Linked DNA regions of Oryzias latipes: region 2 is linked to region 1. A link is a contact called in public Hi-C data. All regions are on one chromosome and are shown on one strand. The core of a region is the stretch at or near the end of the contact, and the rest is flanking DNA. Distances in the headings are between cores, read along the strand shown.

Region 1 (5,713 bases), core at 1,950-4,449:
CTGAACATTTTTTCACTTTAAATTTCTTGTGTTTTAATCCGCCTTAAATATAACCTTCTAATAGAAATGCTTTTTATGTTTCCTCTGCAGCCCCCAGTTCCAAAGCGCTCTGTCTGCCGATGCTTCTGCCTCTACTTACCTTGATGGAGCGTCCATTAATCCCACCTGAGGGGGCGGAGTTTTGGGAAACCAGTGATGAAGGCTGTGACATCATGCTGCGGCACCTGGAGGCCGCACGAATTGTAGCTCAGAATGCACAAAGCCACACGTCCAACGCACAGATGATTTTAAAAGGTAAAAAAAAAGAAAACAAAGAAACATTTGAAAAGTTTTCTTGTTCAGTTAAAAAAAATTTTTTTTTACAGGTTTTGAATTTGATGAAGGCTTACTTGAAGTGTTTAAAACGGACTTTCAGCTGCGGCTGCTGTGGGGAAGCCGTGGCGCCACCGTCAACCAGTCAGATCGATACAACAAGTTCAATCTCATCCTCACTGCGTTGTCACGGAAACTGGAGCCCCCAGCTACAACTCAACCTTTAATCTGACCCTCCCCTCAATTTCTCAGATAAATTCAACGTTCCATCACGGCACATCTGACATCCCATCCCAGTTCTTTAACGTCTGCAAAAATCACGACACCATCCATGAGCCGAAGTCTCCTCCTGTGGAAGTTTCTTCCTTTCTCCGTTCAGTTTCACGCTTGCTGCTGCTGACTTCCCTTTCTTTATATTAGATTTGTTCACAAAACTTTCCCCCTCTGTCCTTTAAATAAGAGCAGAGCTGTCGACAGGATCTGAAAAGGGACATCATCCTCACCTTAAAACCTATTTAACAAGTTGTGTATTTAAAATAACAGTAACTGATGTGAGTTTTATGAAATTAGTTACTGATACCGAAAAAATAACATTTCTTTTTAACTATGACATACATTTTGTTCTAATCATCCCATAATGAGAATCTAAATTAAACCAAACCATCTTTGCAAGTGTGCAGACCAAACAAATCACTTTAATCTGTAAATATATATATATATATATTTTTAAGCATGTTCATAGACTGTATGTACATTTCTTGTAGAAAATAAATTTGTTGATGAATATTATTGTCTATATTGTTAAACTTATGTGATCAGATGCAATAAATGAAGTTCTCCTAACTGTAGTGAACTGTTCTGTTACTAGCATCTCCTAAAAGAAACCAACCCACAAGTTTTATTGCTTCTTATTTTATTAGAAGATTATTTTGCGAAGGAAAAAAAAAAGTCCACATAGTGTCCAACATTTAAAGTAAAAAATGTGCAAGACAACATGGAGAGAAAAGAACTGCCATCTGATCTAGATTTGAAATCCTGCTACCAGTTTGTCGCTCTCGTTTGAGAAACTAAAAAAGAAACAAAAAATGATGGAGATTTGAATGGAACACACGTGAAGAAGAGTTGGCAGAGGAAATGCCTCGGCCGCAGTGGCTTTCAGTACACTGATGTCAGAAAGCAGCTTTCCCGCCAAACTTCATTTCTTACTTTGCATCTTTGTACATAACTGAACCGCTCAGGACATACACAGGCCAGTATGCTACATATCACTGGTTTATATAAAAGGTTTGAAGGATTTCTTGATCATTTTTTACAAGTGTTGCACCACAGATGACGAAACACATTCCAGCGAGGACAGTACACTGACCTTTCCAAGGAGACCAATTTAAAGGTCGTCAACTCTTTAATTTAACCTCCTGGAAATGACAAAAGCGTATTACTTTAATATATAGACTGAATCCTTTGAGCGCAGTCGCATGCTGTTCACATCAGTTCAGTTTGGATATTTTTGGAGGACATTTTTATGAAAACAGAGCAGCTGGAAATAAACTGTTTACAGGAAATATTACAATAACTATTCAACGTTTTGATTCTTTTCAAATTGCATAAAAAAGACTGCAATACGACTTAAACTATATGTCTAAAATATGACACTAGATGTCTAATTTTAATAAAATGGTTAGTGATGGATCTTATAAGCTATTACAAAACGTATAGACTTTTGTTTTTGCACCAATTTGGATCCCAGAGACTATTCGAAAAAATAATATACAGGCACTAATGGCCATTTATTATTTGCTTTTTCTTTATTTTAACAAAAGGCAATAGGGAAGCAGATTGATTTCAAAGCAAAAAGACCTGAAAGGTGGATTATTTTAATGTTCAACCATTCCTCCAGTATTGATTGCTAAACGGTCACAGATGGAAACAGTGACACGATGAGGAATTACAGATTCAAGTAAAATCTACAGCATTGTTCTGATCATTTCACAGCTTTTTTTTTTTCCAAAAAAATTAAAGCTCAGACACCTTCTGGCTTTCATGAAAGGACTCCTATGCTTTTCATTTAACCTAGAGCAATCTTACTGTGCACTTTATCAAACATTTTGCAGTCAAAAAACAATTAAGAGAAACATTACAGATTAGAGAGTCTATAAAAAGAAGGGAAAGTTACAAAACAGGTATAAAATCAATTTCTTTTGCTTAGTGGTCATAATAAAATGGAGCACTTCTCTACAATCAGTGCAGACTCATCCGTTCACTCTTTAATCATGTTCAAATGCTGTAGTAAATCGGGACAAAGTGCATCGGTTCAGTTCAAACAAACCTAAAGACAATCACCATAGAAACACATTCAGCAAGACATGACAGATGTTCATATTTACATTTCATTTGTGTCTGTCGTCACATTCACAAACAGAATTAAAAAAGGTTTGTGGAACCGCGTCTGAGGGGGTTGGTGACAGCCCTGATGGATGATGGGAGATGTAGTCAAAAGATGGGAGCAAACATTGTTTTTTCTTCAAAAAGTCTCCATGGTTACAGTGTGAAGGGTTTAAGGCAGAGTCCAGAGCTCACCACTGAGCAGGGCTTTGGAGAAGGCCGCCCTCTGCTGTTCAACGGGTGGTATTGTATCCCAAGAGAAAAACAAAGGAAATGGAGCGGAAGAGGACAAAAGGGGTCCTCTATTCACCTGAAAGTCCTGCTGTCTGCTTCATCCATTCTGACACTTGTTACTTAAAATAAATCATGCTTCAGGAAAGGAGGAAAATGACAGAATGGAGTTAAACATAAATCACGGCTTCACAAACACAACTGAATCCTAATGGGAGGATGTTACAAACATGCGGCTTGATGAAGGTTGGGGGCAGGCATGAGGAGCAGAGTGGCTCAGGCAGGCAGACATCACCAACAGAGCACAGATGAGGATAGGAGTGAGCTGAAGCGAGCAGCGCTGACAATGTTAGTGGTTTAAAAAGAACTACGCACAACTCCCTGACTGTAAATCTGCGTTTCTGCTGAAGCAGCTTTTAACAGAGTTGTGCAGCAAACACAGGCGAGGGTGACAACTTAAAGCTTGTTGCCTGTTCTATGTGTTTCAGTGAAGACAAAGGCATTAAGGCTGCAGCAGAGAGGCTTTACTGGCAGTCTCATGGGTTTTATTTGAAGTACAAAGATGTGGAATCAAAAGCTCAGGAGGAACAAATCCCCTTAGTAAAGATTAACTGAATATTTATTTATGCTCTCACCTCTGCACAAATTATGAGCCTCCGGGTCTGATTTAGCCTAAAGCTAACAGGTTTCAATAATGATATGACAGTTTAAAAGGCAAAGATTAGTAACAGTTAATAAAATCCAGCAGGCAACGGTCGGAATAAAACTGCTGGCTGCACTAATTCTTCTCTCAGGGGCAATTTAACTATTAATGGATGATTACAAGCAGCATCGGTCAAAACTAAAGACCTTTTCCCTCGTGATGTTGATCAGGTCAAACTACTCTGATTGCACAGATTAAGTTTATGAACTGTAGATGGTTAGATCTTATTTTTCTACAGAGCAGGGTTGATCAACATGCAGAATCATGTTACTATAAGAATCTGGAGCAGATGTCACCTCCCAGTGAGAATGCTGCAAACACTCCTTTTAGTGCAAATATTTATGGATGTACAAGACGTTGTTACCTGTTTGCGACTTTGGGATCATGTATTCTACCAACTTCTACCCTGATAGTGGATATGTGAGCATGCAGACATGCAGATGCCGCCCCCCCTTCTCCTCTTTCTTTAATGCACAATCAGCCCCACCACCAATAATCAGCAATCAGCATGAGCCCTCCACCAGCCAATCAAATCGCCTGGCCACTCTGCAGCCCTCAGGAACCTGCAGTCACATGGAAAAGAGAGACGGTTACCCAAATCATCACTTAGATCCAACCTGAAGCTCAGAGAAGAAACTCTTTATGAATTAAATGTTTCATATTTGGTAATAAAATCTGGATTTTTTTGTCTAGTTCTATTAAAACATGAACTTTGCAGGATATAAAGACAAGGTGGGATGTTAAATGCGGAAGTATGTCAATAAGGATTTTATTGGACACCGTCAGAATGACAACACAACACTGGCAGTAATTACATTACTCAATTGCTCCCCGCAGCTGTCATTGGGGCCCATTTTTGTAGCTGTTAGAGAAGCCAACAGTCTGATAACGTTAATGTCCAAAATTATGAAGAAAAACCCGCACTTTCTCTGGAATTATGGGGACACGTGAGTGTGCAGGAAAACAGCTGGAAGAAGTTTCTATAAACATCTTTTTAAAGTAAAAAAAAAAAAAAGAAACCTCTTAAAATAATTGAAATAACACAATTAGTTCCCTAAAAGTCTTCCAACTGGGAGGATAAACGTAAATTTAAGTAAAAAATTACAACAATAAAATGTGAAGACAGCGCTCTGAACCTTTTTCTGTTTGACATCGAGCTTCAGTTACAGATTAGAGTATTATGGGAAACCTAGTCACCAATTTTAAAACATTCAATCTGACTAAACTTCTGTAGCTTTGGATATGATGAAAACGTGCGTTAAATCTAGTCTATGAATAAAAATATATCTGGAAAAAAGATTTCTTTCAATATTTAAATGATCAAATGTTTTTTCCGGTTTATTTTTTCTGTTGGAAATACAGTCCGTCCATTCGTTAAGGGGACCTTAATTTGTTGCTTAGCATGTAATACTTGTGAATGACAAATAATATTAAATGCACTAAAAAAGTGACATAAAATTGATGTGACAGTGGATTCTGTAAAAAGCTATAGTGCTTTCTTCTGTATCTTTTTCAAAGATTTTAGAAAAGGTTTTACTGCAGTTAAAATCCAGACAGAGTCTGGAGGGATGGCACTGGAAACACAAACATGTGAAACATGAAAAGACAGATCAACTAAAAACACATTTCACAAAGTACAAATGTTGACAGTTCAACGTAAAATCAGGGAGTTTGAACATCTCCAGATACAAAAAAAGAAGCTTTAAAATAATCAGCAGGCAGTGACGTTTCTAATATATTACACTGATGGATCTTGAACACTTTGATCGTTCTGAAGTGCTGCAGCTTTAACCGGAGGCTGGAACAGGGTTCTGTCGTTTGTCTGTCTGAGAGACTCACCTCTGAGGCATCACTTCACAAGTATGAGAGGACTGCAGCGTTGGAGGAACAAACGGGCAAAGAGGAAGAGAGATGGGATGCAAACAAGAAGACAGAGCAGGCGACAGACTTCCATGCAGATGCTGTCCTCATCCTTTTTGAGTTGATGAGTGAGGACGATATGGAGGAAATGACAGACAGGAGAATGACGACGCTTCAGATGTAGGTGACGGCACCTTTGCTGTTTTTCTCCATGGTGATCTCCAC
Region 2 (6,228 bases), core at 2,690-5,189, 58 kb after region 1:
GGGATTTCTCAATGGGGTCTGATTTATCTGGAAATAGATGGAAACTTGCACACGTCTCCAAAAACAGTCAAAACGTTAATGACAAAATATTGATCCGGCAAAGATGGAGGGACTCACCTTTCTGTGCAGGTGGGATCTTGACAATGTTGTAAGCCAGACTCATGTCTTTGCCAAAGCAGTTACCGATGTTGTAGACCGTACCATCTGCTTCAATGTGCGGGTGAGCTGTAAGGCCATTCACTGAGAGATATTTGCACACATCCACCTAGAGCAGGCAATTAAAGAAAAAACTTAAAAAACAATACAATTCCACATTTTCTGATTTAAGACACTTTGTAAGATTGTAAATATTTGGGCAAACTATTTAACGGTACCACGGTTTTAAAAGATCTTGCATAATACACATTATCATGACATACAATAAAGAATATCATTTTTTTCTGTTTTGTCTAATTTAATGGATGAAGCAATGGAAAGTGACTGAAGTACAAAAAAACTTTATTTAAATTATTTTGATCCCACCCAGAAATTATGATATGGTGTAAACATTTTGCATTTTCGCATTCATTATTCAAAATCAGTGCATCTGGGTTTAAAAACAAAATGACAAACACTCAATAAAGTGGTTTTAGAAAGGGAAAAAATATTTTTTTGGTCATTTTTCATTGCTTAGCTGTCAGTGTTTGTAAAAATTCAAATGTTTTTTCATCTGACATTCAATCAGCAATTCTCTTCTGATCTTGATAGGCTTCTTGAGTATTTTTGTTGACTACACTGTTCATAAGGACACTGACCAAACAGTGAAACCTTTCCTACCTTTTCTAAAGTCTCCAGAGAATCAGGATCCACCTTTGTGATGTAGTTGGTTTCAGTGACAGCGTAGAAGTCTTCGCCAATCGGATAGATGTTAACTAAACAGTTATCAGTCACCTCAATTCCTTTGAAGTACGAAAAGAACCTAAATACATACAAGCACAAAAATAAATCCATAATTGGCCAGCAATTGAGCAGAAAGAAGAATTATGATATGTGCACTAAGGAGTAAAATTGAAATTATGATAAAAAGAAGGGGCAACAATTGTATTTTGGCAGTCGCTGATTCTGCAAATTGTATCGGTTTTATTGTGTTCATCAGAGACACATGACAACTGCAAGAGACAGAATGTTTAAAAAAAAGGTATCCAGGAAATCATATGGTATGAGGTTTGAATAATGTTTATCTATATTTAACTGTTTTTTTGTTGTTGTTTTTTTACAAAACAACAGTGGGAATTCTCTGTCAATTAAACAAAAATGTAATAAAAAAAATAAGTTCTTTGTAGACGCAAGAATGTCAGGTAGAATTAGAAATTTACCACGACCAAAAACGTTTTATTAATAATTTAATTATGGGGCTGATAGTATCAGTGTTGGTAAAAGTAAAACGTAAATCTGTGTCAAAAATGGCTCATGGTCTCAATGTTCTGTTAAAGTCATCGTTAAAAAATATAATAACGGTAAGAGGTAATCTGAAATCTGTGTGGTTTTCCTTGGTTACCTGGAGAAGATGTTTTTGCAGGGGTCTGGATAAGCTATGGTGCCAAATTCAGTGATGACAACTCTGTTTTCTGTCATGGCACGAACATATGAGTCTGTCTTAATGAATCTGAAGCAAAAAAAGAAAATAGAAACCTGTGTTCAAATAATTCACAAAAAGAGCATCTTCTATTTAAATAAATAACTAAAAACCCAAAAAGATAATTGAGCTTGTCCCAAGAACGTGTTTATGATTTCTCCAAATCCAAGTTCAGACTTTACATTTCTATTGGCATGCACTGAATTCATTTAGCCACACTAGATCTACAGAATTACCAATTTCACAAGTTCAAAACATACCAAAAACATAGCAAAAATAATTAGTTTTCAGTATTTTCCGACTTTTTTTTTTGGTCTTCTTACTTTCTGTTGTATGTCACCTGACCGTTCCTCAGGTCAAACTTGTGCATGAGAGCCTGTCCATCAAACAGGTGGTGGAAGGGTTCATCTCCCACTTCAAACAGGCCGGGACCCATTCTGAGAAGACTGCCCCCCAGCCATGATGGGATAACACCTGGGGAGACAGGATTGCACATCCTGATCCTGTCAACTCTCTAGTTAGCCAAATCTCCCCAAGCAATCCATTAGTGGGAAATATTAGCAAAACAGCATTGGGTGGGATGGTGCTCATATATCCTCTTTATTTTACCACTGATTTGAGCAGGAATGGGTTCATCCAGCTCCTCCACTGTCTCAAAGATCTTCTTGTAGCCTGCAGCAGGATGCTCCACGCTGGAAAGAGATGAAGAGGGATTAATTCTACAACAACCTATGTAAATAAAACCTTAGGCATGAATCAGTTAGCAGTTTTATTGTGGAGTTGTTGGTTCACCAAATATCTGTGTTACTCTGTCTAAGCAGGGTTTTAACTGTTGTGTTGTGGAAGATGTAGTTCAGATTACGCCCCCCCACCCCCCCCCAAAAAAAGAAAAAGTACTAAAAAGGATAGGGAGACCAGAGAAAGCAGCCTAAGCAAAAGAGAAAAAGGCAAAGAACTGAACTGATTGACACAAAAATAAGGTCTCATGTCATGACTGTGCTGAAACAGCAGACAATTGAACAAGGTATTAACTGCAGGATGAACTCACTAATGAAAGCAAATGTGCCATTTACTAGTTTAAGAGTCATAGCCATAAAAATAAACCAGGTAGCAAACCAACATGAGCTAATTACAGAAACTCAGTCCTGCAGACTCAGCTACAGCTGGCAGGAAATACAGATAAATTCACACCTAGATTTGCTTTTTTGCTTGAGGATATAAAACTGCCAGGAAACATCAGGCATTTGGAACAACTTTTGGTTTGGAACCAGTATTATCCAGAAACTGACCAGCGAGGAAAAAAACATGTACGAAAAAAACTGCTTACAGACACCATTACTTTTTTTTAACATTTTTCTACTAATATTTGGATTCAGTTGGTTGTTTTTATTCTTCACCTTACATTTTTAAGGTTCTTAAATTAAGTACTTCATTGGTTTTACTTTGTCTGTTGTTTGCCAAAGGCTCTGTTGCTGATCTCCATCTGGTTTTGCTCACATTGCATACCAGACTTTAGTGTGGTGTGTGCCACACCATCACACTCCCACCACTGTGGTTCATAGTCAGGATAATCTATTTCTGCATTGATTAGTCCTTATTGGCATTGAAAAAAGTTTATTATGGTCAAAATATTTGCCATAAAGATTCTTAAGTATATTAAAATTATGTTTCTAGGTTATTTTACGAAATTGACAGACTTGACATAACTTAAAACATCAACTTCCGACATTCATTATATAATCTGAGACACAGAGTAAAATTTGAGGGATTTAAACTTTTAATGATGGATTGTTGGATTAACAATCATAAATCCTTTCTTTTTTAATCCATGTTTTGTCGTGCAGCCCTTCATGTTTTACTGCTCTCTCCATTTTACTGGTTTCCCTCTCCTGCTTTTAATCATCTCTTTTCTTCCCCCCATGCTGCAGATTTTTGCAAAAGGCTGGTGCAGCTTGTTTGGGTTTGCCAGTTCTCTATTTCCAGCCTGCGTCATCTGATATTTTTTCATTTGATTCACTGGATGATTTCAGCATAACAGCCATGTCTGCCAGCAACTTTTTCTGGTTTTATTCCAGAAAAATAAACATTTGCAACCCCGAAGAAGTCCCAAATTCTATTTTCTGCTGAAAGAAACATCTTAAACAGTAAATTGAACGTGTTACTCACCGACTGACCATGTTGCTCTTCAACGTTGTTGCTTTGGTTGTCCACACAATCACACTAGTTGCTTGTAGAGATTTAGACTTGGATTTAAACCACAGTTTTTTTTTTTCACAGAAAGGAATGAAAATGCAAGCACCCTGCCCCTTTTTTTTTGTCATGATCCCTCCCCTTTTCCACCCTTCCTTACTTTCATGTCCTCTGCTCTCACTCCCCCTCCCTGAACCTCCTACCCGACCTCCTCAAGCCTTACCCAGAGTTGAACAAACCTGCTTTGTCTGGTCTCTTTTCAGGCCTTAAAATCCAAACAGAATCTTCTGAGGTCGCCTACACAAGGCCTTTGTCATCCAGTGAACACAAACTCTCCCACCAGAAAATGATTTAGGCCAAACATATAAAGTGAGCACTTATAAAAGCAGTGCCTAAGTGTTGTTGGAAGGTGGACGTGCATGCAAAAACAGTTTCTACCTAATTAGTTCCAGACAGCCTCTGCCATTACTCAGAGACTGGCTAGAGGCTTCGGGGTTGTGGGGTGGGGGTTGTCAGTTCTGTTATCTGAAGTTTTGATAAATGACAGAGAACAAAAGTCACTCTTCAAAGGATTGAAATGGCTGTCATCCAGTGTCTTCCTGCTGAGACAGGCACCTCAGAAAGTAGATTAAGTTCAGTAATAACAGTTTCACCCCAAAAGTGAAATTTGCTTTCCAAAATGAGCAACTTATTGACCAGACCATTACAGACAGATAATGACACAAGATCGCTACAACTACCAATTTGTTTTGTTTGAGCTACTTCCTCAGGTTAGGGCTACGGGAGTGTATTTCAGGATTCTTCACAGCCTTCATTTATGTTTAACGTATGGTGTGACTCAATTGCTTGGGATGACATTTAACAGCAGCTGTAAAGTCATTTTATGTTTTTCTGCAAAATGTTGAAAAAACGTTTTGGCAACTGTTGAAAAGTCATGGTAGTCAAATATGGAGGAGGTAGTATAATGGTCTGGAGGCTGTTTTGCTGCTTAATTAAACCATGAAATCTGCTTTCAACCAAAAATATCTAAAAAAGAATATCTCCCACATTTTTAGAAAATCAAAGACAACACTTTTATGAAGAGCAAAATAAAGACTGGAGTGGCTTCATCAAGGTGTTGATTTTAACTTAATAGATGCTCTGGCATCTTAATACAGCTGAATTATAACAATCCTGCAGGTCAGTGTGCCTAAATCCACAACTATGTTGTAAGACTCATTGCCAGTAATCGCAAAAACAAAAAATGTAATTTCGCCCTGCATTGAAACAGTGACTGTAACACTGGAAGAATTTTACCAGGAAGCTGCAGTCAGGCCTGTACGTTTGAAGACAATTAATTAATATAACCGCTTCATTTAAATGGAAAATTTACTTAAGCAACATAAATTCTCCAAGAATTTGTCATAACACTCATAATCAATAATGATTTCAGTCACAAATATGTTTATTTCCAAGGATTTTGCATAGTAAACCATAAATTGTTGAAGCTGCACAATATACACTCCTATGTATTCTGAATAAAGAAATCAACTTCAAGCAATTTGATGAGGTAAAAACTAACATCTAGTTAGAAAGAATACTTCACATTGCAAAAAATAAACACACAAAAAAGGATTGTTAAAAAGAGTGAAATATTTCCTCACCTTGCCATCAGTTTTTTTATACTGAAACAGTTCTGTATATCAAACAATTTTGGTGCCTGTTTTACAGGACTAGTTTCAGGTTTCTGGTTAATTATAGACTCTAAACATGATGTAAATTGCACAAACTAGAGAAGATCTACTCACCTCTTTTAGTCACAATATTAACATGGAAACACCTGGGGTGCAAATTTAAAATACTCCCTACTTAAAAAAAAAAAAAAAACTTAAAACCCAATAAAGAGATAAAGAAAAAAATCCACCTGGAAATGCAGAACAAAAATCTTTGGAAAACTAGCAACACTCCCAATGTTCTATTCTTATAAATATGTCTATAAATAAAGACCAATTTACCGGTAATCCCAAACTGACCAGTGACTTCAGAACTGCACCTCGTTTCAACATGTAATCACTGTTAAAGAATGTCCTTTTTAAGAGGATTTGTCTTAAAATGATAGAACTATCAATACATTAAAACACATCCAACAAATACGCGTTTTAAATCTGTCCCGCTGAATCCCTCTCACTAAAACACAACTGAAACAACATGGAGGATGTAACAATGTTAGTAAAAACGAGCTCCTGTGTGGAGTGTCTGAATGCAGTTTCTTGAATTCTTTAGCTCCTGATGCTGAAAGCTTTGCTTTTCTTGATGGAGAGGAGGGGAGGCTTGATCTTTGGTCTACTGTCCGTCTTGTTTTCTCGTGCCGAGGATGCAAAACGTCGCTTGTAAATGTCTGGATACTGCTTTTGGAACTGAAGCAAACAACACTTGGTCAGTCT

Evidence for each region. A called contact is a pair of places that touch in the nucleus more often than the background predicts.
Region 2: a contact with region 1 is called in a Hi-C map of embryo, with 1.9 times the contacts expected there. The contact joins the promoter of LOC101163729 here to the enhancer-like site in region 1. A contact is called at or near these places in 4 of 5 Hi-C or Micro-C datasets (embryo and fibroblasts).

The regions. Positions count from the first base shown.
Region 1 is chr4:18,903,097-18,908,809 of ASM223467v1, forward strand. fnbp1l (formin-binding protein 1-like) reads right to left here. Exons shown (of 17, transcript XM_020702532.2): 16 at 5,683-5,713; 17 at 2,093-4,191. The coding sequence ends at 4,184. bcar3 (breast cancer anti-estrogen resistance protein 3) reads left to right here. Exons shown (of 17, transcript XM_011474199.3): 16 at 91-294; 17 at 366-1,152. The coding sequence ends at 544. Among protein-coding and RNA genes, the nearest start is that of LOC111947372, 24 kb to the left of the region's middle. Within about 2 kb of position 3,200, at least 3 of the 8 cell types and tissues checked have an H3K27ac peak or open chromatin away from gene starts, as enhancers often do. A contact at or near this core is called in embryo, where this site is marked.
Region 2 is chr4:18,960,004-18,966,231 of ASM223467v1, forward strand. LOC101163729 (retinal Mueller cells isomerohydrolase) reads right to left here and starts at 3,940. Exons shown (of 14, transcript XM_004068058.4): 1 at 3,782-3,940; 2 at 2,225-2,307; 3 at 1,939-2,089; 4 at 1,538-1,645; 5 at 817-958; 6 at 118-265; 7 at 1-27. The coding sequence starts at 3,936. depdc1 (DEP domain-containing protein 1A) reads right to left here. Exons shown (of 12, transcript XM_011474212.3): 12 at 5,227-6,201. The coding sequence ends at 6,064.